4 separate regions of the Sus scrofa genome follow, and all the other regions are linked to region 4. The links are chromatin contacts, called in public Hi-C maps. All regions are on one chromosome and are shown on one strand. The core of a region is the stretch at or near the end of the contact, and the rest is flanking DNA. Distances in the headings are between cores, read along the strand shown. Region 1 has its middle 240 kb from the start of RND3. Region 2 has its middle 130 kb from the start of RND3. Region 3 has its middle 150 kb from the start of RND3. Region 4 holds the start of RND3 (Rho family GTPase 3).

Region 1 (2,700 bases), core at 114-2,613, 240 kb before region 4:
CTTACAGCATTTTCACATGCATCCTTTTAAGCAGATATTCTTTGAGGCAGATTATTCCTCTGTATAACAATGTCCAGATGTGTAAAAACAGAGGAAAGTTTAGGTACTCTAAGGAATTAAACTAGAGGAGAAGAGGCCAAGGGAATTGATATTTTAAAATATCTGAGATACTTTATATAAAAATATGATCTATATTGAATAGTCAATGCATGAATAAAAGAAGTAGATGGAAATAGGAGTCGCTGATGATTGCCAGTTTAGATTGGTTTATAGAGGCTTCCTGTAAATATGGATCCTAAACTTCCATAAAATACAAAAGAGCAATAAAAAAAAAGTTTTAGCTTTAACATCTGTAGAAATTTATATTTTTTTAATGAAGTGTTAAATGATTTTAACTTTAAAGAAAAAGTCCTGACTGTTTTCTATGTCTTAAAAGGAAAATTAAGTATAATAAAATCAGCTGTCACTAGAATTTATACAGGGGAAAAAAAAAGTCAAAGAGGACTGATCATATTTAGCCTTAGCCCACAATACTAAAAATCATTATTTTCATTGATAAATTAATCATGTGTTGTATTTTATTACCAAAAGAAGGAAAATTTTCCATGGGGGGAAAAACGCAGAAATTAGAAAAAGGAGTACTATTTGTCCTCTGAAAACATATATCATTCTGAACTTTCCTCTTGGCTTCTTGGCAACCTCCAATTTCAAATTCCATCAATAGGCGTAACCTACATAACATAAAATTCAGGTGGCAGTCTATGCATCTTTCTATTTGCTTTGGCAGACCTCTCATCTCTCTTAACAAGACTTGGGTAACAGATGAAAATCAATAAAATTATAGTTGGTTACAAAAGACTGCAGTCCTAGCTTACTCAGGGTTTGTATTCTACCTCCAAGGGACACAAATTCCACAGATTTTATGCCCCTTGGGGTGGGCCAGCTCAGTTACTTGGACAAACAAAAGAAGAGGATTTGCACATTGTTCTTGGTAGTTTTCCCAGGTGTTTATTTTCTTAGAAAAAAAAAATCATAGCTTCTTTGATTTTCTAGGGAAATCCAAGCATTCTCATGGCAGCATCTTGGTCTATCCTTCTCATTCTTTCATTTGGTTTCCGTGCCTTTGCAAATTGGTCTAGTTTGTTTTCCAAGCATTAGCATTTAAACCAATGGTTTATACACATGCCCATGGTATACACAGATTTATTTGAGATTCTCTGAGGAGTAATTATACCTAAATCCCTTTTATTTAAGCTCAATAAGGCATACCAAACGCAAGGGAGACTGATGTTATATAGATAGCCCTGAACCTGTTCTGGTTTGTGTTCAGTAAATCATTCTCAAATGACTACACTTTAACTATTATTGCTAAGGAATTGCAACATAGTCAACATCTGATTGCATCATCCAGATGTCCTCACTGAGGTGGAGAACCTCTCTTTAAAAGCTGAAATGGAATTTGACCCATCTGTGATTTTCCAATTTGAAAAAATATACCCACTGAGCTTTAAAATATTTCTTATAGTCATTCAACCTGCTTTCCTCTTTAGAAGTGTGTTATTTAATGAATTCACCCGCTCATTCAGCTGAAACATTGAAACCGATGTGTCCACCTAACTTCAGTGACCTTCATTTCTATACCATGGAATATGTCTATTATTTTTCAGCCTAATTGTAAATCTCATATCCTATAACATGCACCCTATAGCATCATCATGACTTAGTTAGCTTTGTAGTGCCAGCCCTGGTTCATCACCTAGCACATTGGTGTGAATTAATTCAGAAGAACTCTTATGATACTAGTGTGACAGAGTATCCCAACTGCCCCATTTTAAAAATAAAGTCTTTATGTTCTTGAATAAAATGGGTAGTCAGTAGCTTACAACTTGATGGATGTGAAGAAAGGGAACTTAAGGGTGTGAAGAAAGGGAAATAAATTTTTGTATTGGCTCCAGGAAAAAGATTGGGAAAGTTGGGGCAATAGAGAAGGATGACAGCTTGAAATGGGGCAATAGAGAAGGATGACAGCTTGAAATGGAATCTTGATTATTAAAAGAAAGGGGTAGAGCCTTAAGCTGAAGAAAATGTTTTCATGAAAGACTTTGTGAGATTCTTAGCACAGGCAGTGGAGCTTTGGGGACTAAATGAAAAGCACACTTAAAACCAGGAACAGAAGGATATTCTCCCTACTTATACTGGATAGCACTTCACTTGTGCCCTAAGCTCTTAAGGGTTTCCTCCAATCTGAGAGTCTTTCAATTATTAGTCGAGTTTATCCTATTTGGATTTATTGACATGATAGATATATTTGTTCTTAGTTTTTGTGCAATTTGTTGTTCTTGCTTTCTAAATTATCTATTTTTTATCAATGATTTAGCTATGTTTTGTTTGGGGTATGTTTCCCAGCCAGTAGCTTCGAGGGTACTCTGCTTTTAGATCCTATAGACTCAATGTTTATAAATTTAACAATAATCTTAATGTTCCCCTCTCTCTCTCAGTTTTACAGAGTGCAATTAACTTTTCCCTTTAAACAGTGAGGAAACTGGGACATATTTTCTTCCCCTTTCCTCTTCCCCTCTATCTCTTGATTTTAGTTGTTCTGTTATTAATTCAGATTTTTCTTATGGATATTTTTATCTTGAAATAATGCATTTAAACATCCATTTTTTTGTATTTAAGCAGTATCAATCAACTCCCCAA
Region 2 (2,700 bases), core at 51-2,550, 130 kb after region 4:
GGGATCTTCACTGTTATTTTGTTGTTGAAGTTGTTGTTGTCCTGTTCATTCAGGTTTGGGCCAAGTTATTAAACTCACTTGGTAACTGACTTTCGTTTGTAGGTTTTCTCAGAATAGTTGCCGTTTGTAATCAGTCTACCCTTAACCACATCACAGGCCGGGAGTATAAGATTTTTTATTTCTTTTGACCTATACAAATGTTTTCTCACTAGTTTTGCTCTGGGTGTCTTTGGTTTAGAAGGAAGAATTGTAATTCTGTCTCCTTTGGAAATATCTCTTACAACCCTGCTCCTTCTCTTTATTTCACTAGGTTCCGCGGTTGCTAACTAACTGCACGATCAAGCCACATAATGCAAATCATTCCCCTAATGGCTGTAGATTTCACATGGAGAACTCAAACATATGTTTCCCATTTTTCTTCCTTTTATGCTGCATACTTGTGCTGAATAGTTTTACTGGTAATGGGGGAGATGCCAGAATATTTACAGGATCATGGTCATGGGAGTATGCTGTTCTCTGGGCTGTGTCTGGGTAATGCCAACATAATCAATCAAAACGGAAACAGTTGGTCAAATAAGCATTTTTTAAAATGATTAGCATAATACTAATAGCTTTGGCTATTTAACCAACCTTACAGTTATTTTGATATGATACAGAATAGCAGAATACCTTGTAAAAATTTTTCTTTCTTAAAAGTGAAGAGATTTGGTTGGAATTTCATGTAGTTGCAACATCCTTCAGGAATACAGGGTTTTATGCCTCTGCCAGTGTGATTCTGGAACACAAGATAGCTTTAACCATGCTGTGCTTCAGGTTCCTCCTTCCTAAAATAAGTGTTACTGGATCTTATTTCTTTTTGGACACCTTTGAAAACATAATGCAATCTATCACCTCCCCTTAATAAATACACATATGAAATTTCCAATATAATATTAAAACTTTAAACTCAAAATAGGGTTTTATTAAGAATTCTTAGGACAGAAGATCTTCGGACTTGTTTGCAAGGAACTTTACGATCCCAGGCCCTTTCTCTTTCGTGATACTGAGGGACTCGTACATGCCCAACCCATTGCTCCAGCACAAGCTCTCCCAGTGCCTCTTACGTAGGAGTTGTGGGTTTGCTAAACCAAGATGTCTGATGCCATATTAGCAATGCTTTTGTACGCACTGGCTTCTTTTAGTGAGAGGATCTCTTTAAAAATCAGGATTATATTTTAGTCCCGTCTCACAACCATCCAGAAGTGACTGACAAGCACCACCTTCTGGAGAAAACGTGTAGTAAATGCCAAAGTGGAGGATCCCTGACACAGCTGTGCTGATCTTGGGCACCCAGGGCCAAATCTCCCTGTCTTCAGCCTTAGTCCCATCCTATGTTGCTTGAACAATCTCATTTACCCTTATTCTAACCAAAGGTGAATCTATCTTTGGTTTCTAGAAGCTCTGAAAATGGTTTAAGTCTGAAAATTAATCCTGTCAACTGGAAGAGTTCTACTTTTCATTAGAAATCTCACAGTAGCAAAATTCAGATCATTTTAAGACAGTGGGATGTGGTTCATATTAGAATCTTATTGCCAAGAGACTTAAATATGACTGTTAAAGCATTGGTGAAGTAGTATTTTAAAACACTTATTTTAAACATGGTAATAATTAATGTTTTTTGGTAAATAGTTAAACTTGTCTTTTCATATGTATGGTAATTTTTATACATGCTTTGAACTTAATTATAAAATGTAAATTTTTTAATGAAAGAATTGCAAAAAAATTGAACTGTTCATTAATATAATTCATAAAACTTTTTATTATGCATCTTATAGAATCCTTTTTTTTTTTTTTTTTTTTTTTTTGTCTCTAAATGTTTTCTCTGGTCCACTGGGTTCAGACCAATGCTAATATGGAAACATCTGTGCTAAAGGAATTCCCGAAGGAGTTCTATAAAGGTTTGTTCCACTGCTAAATTGAAAGACCCTGTAGCCTATGTACATCTTTTTTTTTGTTTGTTTTTAATCTACAGAAGCAAGAATGATTATGTTTTCTGAGAAATGACCCTTTTCTTGACAATGAAATAAATTCCTTAAAACTCATTCATGATGCATCACAGAAGACTGAGATTTAAGTCAGCTAGTGGAATATTCCTTGAGGCCTATCATATCCCAGAGCTGGGATGGTTTTCTAGGGAGATAAATTGAGTACCATAAAGTTTACTGTGGAGGAAATGCAGAAACAGACCCTTGGAAATAGAGACTTTGAATACATTATTCTATTTCTCCTCGCATTCCTAATGAAAAGTAGGCGTTGATTTTTGTTTACCTCCAGACAAAATTTCTATGTCCTGTACCTAAAAGTTCCTAGCCTGCCAAATTCTTTGCTCCTCCCAAGGGGCTATTAGTCATTCCATAGAACTATATTTATTTTTTTAACTTACTTTCCAGATGGACATACACATTGTTTCATTAAAGCCAAATGTGGTTTATGAAATTTGAGAATAATAATTAATCATGCCAGTGAGAGCACTTGAGTGAAGCAGACTGAGGGCATTTTCAGAAAAATCAATAATAAAAGTAGAAGTGATTACTATTTGGGGGGTACTTACTATATGCCAAGCACTTTTATGGATAAATGTATCTTAACTGTAATCTTGCCCAGAAAATACTATCATTCCCATTTTATAAATTCATCTCAGGGAGAGATGAAACCCATAGA
Region 3 (2,700 bases), core at 86-2,585, 150 kb before region 4:
ATCCAGTATTGCCATGAGCTGTGGTGTAGGTCACAGATGCAGCTTGAATCCCAAGTTGCTATGGCTGTGACTTGGGCCAGCAGCTGCAGCTCCAATTGGACCCCCAGTCAGGGAACTTTTGAATGCCATGGGTGCAACCCTAAAAAGAGACACTTACGCACACACACAAAAAAACTGGCTACAGGAACAAAAAGCCCCAGTTTGTGGCATTTGCTGTTTTCCATGGTGTAAATACTTTCATCATGGCCAATTTCAGACTAACAACACAACTCATTGAATCCAGAGCTGGGAAGAAAGGTAAAAATGCACACCATTATACAGTAAGTATTTCTACTGCACCAAGATAACAGACAGAAATACCTCAAGAGCACAGGTAGTAACGAAATGTGCTAAAATAACTAGGGAGCATGAGTTTTGATTATTTGTTGCTTCTATTTTTGATATGAGTGGTTTAATTGTAAGTTACATAATTTAATAATTAATAATGGCTCCATTTAACAACCAGCTCACAAACCCCTCAAAGTTTAAAAAATAGTTCTTGAGAGTCCGTGCAAGCCAGCTCTAGTATACCACCACCTCCACCACATTATGATGGGTTAACTACAATAGAATAAAGGAAAGACATAAGCACCATGGAAGCTTATTTTCTCCTTTGTTCCTGAAAGCCACTTAGTGGAAGTGGTAGAGGGCATATTATCCCCTTTTGACTGATGAGGATATCAAGTTTCACAGAGATTTCAATTTGTCCCCTCCTGAGTAAGCCACAGAGCTGAACCAGTACGCCATCATCTGTCTCCCTTTCACTGTCTTACCAACACATCATTTTAGAATCATCTTAGAAACAAGGGAAATGAATGGGGGAACTTTTTCAGAAGAAGATTTCAATAAATTGAGGTATCTATATTTAAAACTTGTCCAAGCTACACCTTTCTGATCATTGAAGTGACTTCCTTTTAAAGATGAAGTATAGAATAACATTTCACGCAGAAGCTCTCTGCACCATCAATAAATACTCACTAAACACTTTGTAGTCCCGCTAGAGATGTGGAGATGGCAAAAGGAATATGAGCTTTACTCCCCACACTCAAGGAGCCTTCAGTCTTACTTGTACCAAATCACTATGTCGTATGCCTGAAACTAATATAACACTGCAGATCATCTATACTTCAATTTAAAACAAAAAACAAAAAACAAAAAATCTAATGTAACTTTGTTCTTGTGTTCCTTCATGAATGTGATTCAGCTAACCTCCTTGTATCTGTTCTCATGTGTGTATGTGTCTGTCTCAGCTTCTCTCCCAACCTCTTTATTCCAGGCTCTGAACTTCCAGTTCTGTTGCATTCCTGAGAAGACTTTGAATTGGCCAGTAGTCAACCAAAAGCTTTGGTCACTGGCAGGACTTTAGATTGGCTGACCTTGGTCGAGTTCTGACAGCAGATTCTGTTCCCAAACTGGCCTTTGTAGCAGAGGTTATGGCACAGCTTTCTCCTTTCCTGGGCAGGCAGGCAGGCAAGACTGACATTTCTAGTACAGATTGAATAATTACAGAAATGCAGAAAGAAAGGTGCAAGATTTTCCGACGTTCAAAGTTCAGCCAGTGGTTGTATCAGATCAGAACACATGGCTCCATTCAGAGCAACAAATGACTTGTCTGACATCACATAATAAATTAACTTTAAACTCCAAAACTCTAGTGTATGCAGAAGTGTCAAATCACTTTCATTATCTTAGTAACAAAGTTGCTTCTAAAAATTAGTCTTTATACTAATATACTACCTTCATAAAGATTCAAAAAATTCCCCTTCTGTTTTATGAGTTTTATATCTCTGCTCTCTTGCTCAGTGGCTATTTTGTTTTAAAGTGTGAGCTCCAAGGTTGAGAACATGGTTTGGCTCAATTTCATTTATTGTTCACTATGGTTCCACATCAGAATTTAAGCCAACTGATGATTCTTTCCTGTCCTTTTGTTTCCAACCATATCTGAGGATGCCAACAGCTTTTATAACTTTTTCCAAAAAGACTGTCCCTAAAGGAAACTGGGAGGTTTGGTTTTATGTTATTTAGGTCATTTAATCAGAAAGCAAATCATCTGTCTTTGATCATGCCCTTGCCAGAAGATCCCTAACTCATTAGTGTGCTATTAATGAGGCTGGATTTTAAAGCAGGTGTTGTTAAGTGCAATCAGAGCAGCTTTATTAAGCCGCAAATTGTCTTGCGATGACAAAGGAAGTCAGATTGGTCCATGCTCAGTTAACCTTTGTCTATATGCATGACTTGGCTGATTAAACAGCAATTGATAATGACCTTCAGTCTGGCAAAGCTGGAAAAAGGTGATGCCTGACGTTGGCATTCATTGTATGCAATGTGAGTGACAGGCAGGCAATCTCTTTAATTTAGAAATCTATAATGCAATTTCAGAATTAACTAATATCACAGTGCAATGAGCGACTAATTTATGTGTGTTAAACTGATATTTTGATGTGTGTGTTATATCAGAGGAGAAGCATTATTGCAAAGACAGAGTTAACATCAAGTCAAAGTAGCTTTGACTAGGCATCCTTGATAGCTAGAAAAAGAAGACTGTGGAAGATAAAGGACAGTTGTTTTTTGGAGATTATTAATTTATTTAACAAGCATACTGGGCTCCTAATATGTTGAAGACCCTGGCCTGGTGAATTAAATACAGGAGTTGCTTCTCAG
Region 4 (2,700 bases), core at 78-2,577:
AGGCAGCGGGGAGAGGAGGCCGGGCTACCGCCAGCTGGGTGCTGCCCGCGCCGCCAGCGCATTCCTGGCAGTAGGCGTCACGAGCGCCGCGGCTGCGTGCGCTCCCTTTACTTTCTTCTCCCCCCCGCCCCCAAACGCGGGATCCGCACGTAACTGCGTCGCTTCGGGGATTTTCTCCCACCTTCCACCACCCCTGCCTTGCTCTCCGCCTCCCCGACAAGCTGCAGGTCCTGGAGTGGCACTCATCCAGTTGGTTCCAAGGCGGCGCACGCATCCCTCCGCCCCCAACATTTGCCGGGAGGCGACCCGGACACAGCTCGGCCCCCCAGCCACTCGGCTACAAGGATTTTCCACCACGGGGTCACCCTTCGGGCACACAGCGCTCTTCCCTTCCCACAGCTACCCCCAACCCAATGTCGCCCCCCCCCCCCGCCCACCACTCAGAAGGGACCGCGGGAATCCCTCGCCAAGAAGCAAAGTTAACGGAGGGGAGCAGAGCCAGCGCTGATGGCGCGCTGGCGGATGGTGAGAGCGTGCCAAGCTTGGGGTCCTGAGACCCGCCGCTCACCCCCGAGCGGCTGGAAACCGGCCCGAGCGCCACGCGGTCCAATGACTCTCTTACCCGAAGTGTCCCACAGGCTCAATTCTATTCTTTGTGTGTCGATTTCGAAACTGGCCGTGTAATTCTCAAACACTGTAGGGACGTAATTCTGGACAAAATGGACAGAGGAATGGGGCAAAGAGGTTATTTTAAAATGCACGACACCCACAGAACACCCTCTGAAAATCGCCTCCTCATTCCCCAATTAAAGAAGTAAAACCCCCAAACCCACGACCACCAGACCTCACACTAAACACGCGGACCTTTTCCGAACCCCCCTTAACCCCCTCTCGCCACCCCCCTCCCATCTTCCAAGAGGAGAGGATCTGAATCTCACAACCCCACCTTCTGCACACATGACCGAACAAGTTTCAGAAGCTAACAGCAGAATGTGCAGTCGCATCCCAACCCTTAAACGCTCCCAGACCACTTTCCCTTTCCCGGCAGTCTAACCCAGGGGAAAGTAGTAAAGGGTGAGAAAGGCGGCTGAAAAAAGAAAAACGGGTGAAGTGGGGGAAGCCAGAGGATCCAGAGGCCCTCCTCACTCCTCGAAGCCCGGGCTGGCCCCACACTTACCTCGGGGAAGCAGTCTTTGGCGAAGACGTGCAGCAGCGCGGTTTTCCCACACTGACTATCTCCCACCACTACTATCTTGCATTTCACGTTCTGATTAGGATCCATGATAGATTTACTGGATAATTTCTGGCTGGCTCTTCTCTCCTTCATTGATCTTGCCTTATTTTCTCTTGGAACAGGAATTTTCTCTTAAGAGGAAAAAAATATATATGTTTCTCTATATTATAAAAAGCAGATATAAAAATACATCGCAAGGCTGATGGGAACCCCTGAAGCGCCGCGCAGATGAGAGCTAGAGGAGCAGGCTCGTTACTCTCCTCCAACAAGTTTTCTGCCTGACTCCACACCGCGCTTCCCAAGTCCAATTCCGATCCGACTGCTTTGTTTCACGCTCTCTGCGCGGCTTTATACGCCCGGCCTTCCAATCCTCGTTCTCAATGGGAGAAGGAAACTGATCCGCCTCCTCCCCTTTTATGGAGCCTGGGAGCGAGCGCCGTCTTCTTACTTGCAAAAAAAAAAAAAAAAGAAAAAAGAAAAGAAATGTAGACAGTGCGCCCTCTAGGGTAACCGGGCGGGATCTATTTCCAGACCAAGGCTCTGGGACAACTTGGAGATTGCAAAGACGCTTTGCTGAAGGATGGCACTGTAGGAGTACAGGAGGAGGTGCGAAATTGAATGTGCATTATTGACTTTTATTGGAATTACTTAAAGCCATTTTCATAAGGGCTAATCTACAGAAGCCTCGTGGATATTTATGAAAGCAAAAACATTATTCGCCCAAGTTAAAACATCATTATAAAACATAGGATGCAATCTTAGATGGGGAAGGGTTAAGTGGTTGTATTTTTTTTTTTTTTTTTTTTGTCTTTTTGCTATTTCTTTGGGCCGCTCCCGCGGCATATGGAGGTTCCCAGGCTAGGGGTCCAATCGGAGCTGTAGCTGCCGGCTTACATCAGAGCCACAGCAACTTAGGATCCGAGCTGTGTCTGCAACCTACACCACAGCTCACAGCAACGCCAGATCGTTAACCCACTGAGCAAGGGCAGGGACCGAACCCGCAACCTCATGGTTCTTAGTCGGATTCGTTAACCACTGCGCCACGACGGGAACTCCCAGTGGTTGTATTTTTTTAGGAAATGTTTTGTATCAGGTATATAGGCCATGGAACAATAGTTAAGCCAGGTTATTTCCCACTGGCTTGCTTGGGTCATAGTCAGAGACTGAATTCTGATACCTGTCAGTTTCAGTGACTTAGGATGAGGGGGGAAGGTTTTGAGGAGAGCGGAGAGGAGGTGGGAGAGGAAAAGAAAGAGAAGTGTAAGATGCTCATAACTGAGTAACATGAGACACCAAAATCTCATTCCTACTGCACTAGGGACCCAAACACACAAGGTCATTGTAGCCCCTCTTTCAGTGAGAAGAGGGGGTAAGAAGGATTCTGATCCTGCCTTTCAGCTCCTTTAACTGAAGCCTCCTCTTTTCAGGACTCAAAGCATCTTAGGCTCAACCCAGAAAACACAAAT

What was found. A called contact is a pair of places that touch in the nucleus more often than the background predicts.
Region 1: a Hi-C map of liver shows a contact between it and region 4, with 1.6 times the contacts expected there. The contact joins the enhancer-like site here to the promoter of RND3 in region 4. A contact is called at or near these places in 2 of 5 promoter capture datasets (fetal liver and liver), 11 of 47 Hi-C or Micro-C datasets (alveolar macrophages, embryonic fibroblasts, fetal skeletal muscle and 4 more) and 1 of 2 datasets of contacts at active chromatin or transcription factors (skeletal muscle).
Region 2: a contact with region 4 is called in a Hi-C map of embryonic fibroblasts, with 7 times the contacts expected there. The contact joins the enhancer-like site here to the promoter of RND3 in region 4. A contact is called at or near these places in 2 of 5 promoter capture datasets (fetal skeletal muscle and liver), 12 of 47 Hi-C or Micro-C datasets (alveolar macrophages, embryonic fibroblasts, heart right ventricle and 5 more) and 1 of 2 datasets of contacts at active chromatin or transcription factors (skeletal muscle).
Region 3: a Hi-C map of skeletal muscle shows a contact between it and region 4, with 2.8 times the contacts expected there. The contact joins the enhancer-like site here to the promoter of RND3 in region 4. A contact is called at or near these places in 3 of 47 Hi-C or Micro-C datasets (brain, liver and skeletal muscle) and 1 of 2 datasets of contacts at active chromatin or transcription factors (skeletal muscle).

Annotation. Positions count from the first base shown.
Region 1 is chr15:1,952,399-1,955,098 of Sscrofa11.1, reverse strand. No RefSeq gene overlaps it. Among named protein-coding and RNA genes, the nearest start is that of RND3, 240 kb to the right of the region's middle. Within about 2 kb of position 1,363, at least 8 of the 83 cell types and tissues checked have an H3K27ac peak or open chromatin away from gene starts, as enhancers often do. A contact at or near this core is called in fetal liver and liver, where this site is marked.
Region 2 is chr15:1,584,716-1,587,415 of Sscrofa11.1, reverse strand. No RefSeq gene overlaps it. Among named protein-coding and RNA genes, the nearest start is that of RND3, 130 kb to the left of the region's middle. Within about 2 kb of position 1,300, at least 6 of the 83 cell types and tissues checked have an H3K27ac peak or open chromatin away from gene starts, as enhancers often do. A contact at or near this core is called in embryonic fibroblasts and omental adipose tissue, where this site is marked.
Region 3 is chr15:1,861,791-1,864,490 of Sscrofa11.1, reverse strand. No RefSeq gene overlaps it. Among named protein-coding and RNA genes, the nearest start is that of RND3, 150 kb to the right of the region's middle. Within about 2 kb of position 1,335, at least 7 of the 83 cell types and tissues checked have an H3K27ac peak or open chromatin away from gene starts, as enhancers often do. A contact at or near this core is called in liver and skeletal muscle, where this site is marked.
Region 4 is chr15:1,714,216-1,716,915 of Sscrofa11.1, reverse strand. It overlaps RND3 (Rho family GTPase 3), which reads right to left and starts at 1,327. Exons shown (of 5, transcript NM_214296.1): 1 at 1,178-1,327; 2 at 623-710. The coding sequence starts at 1,327.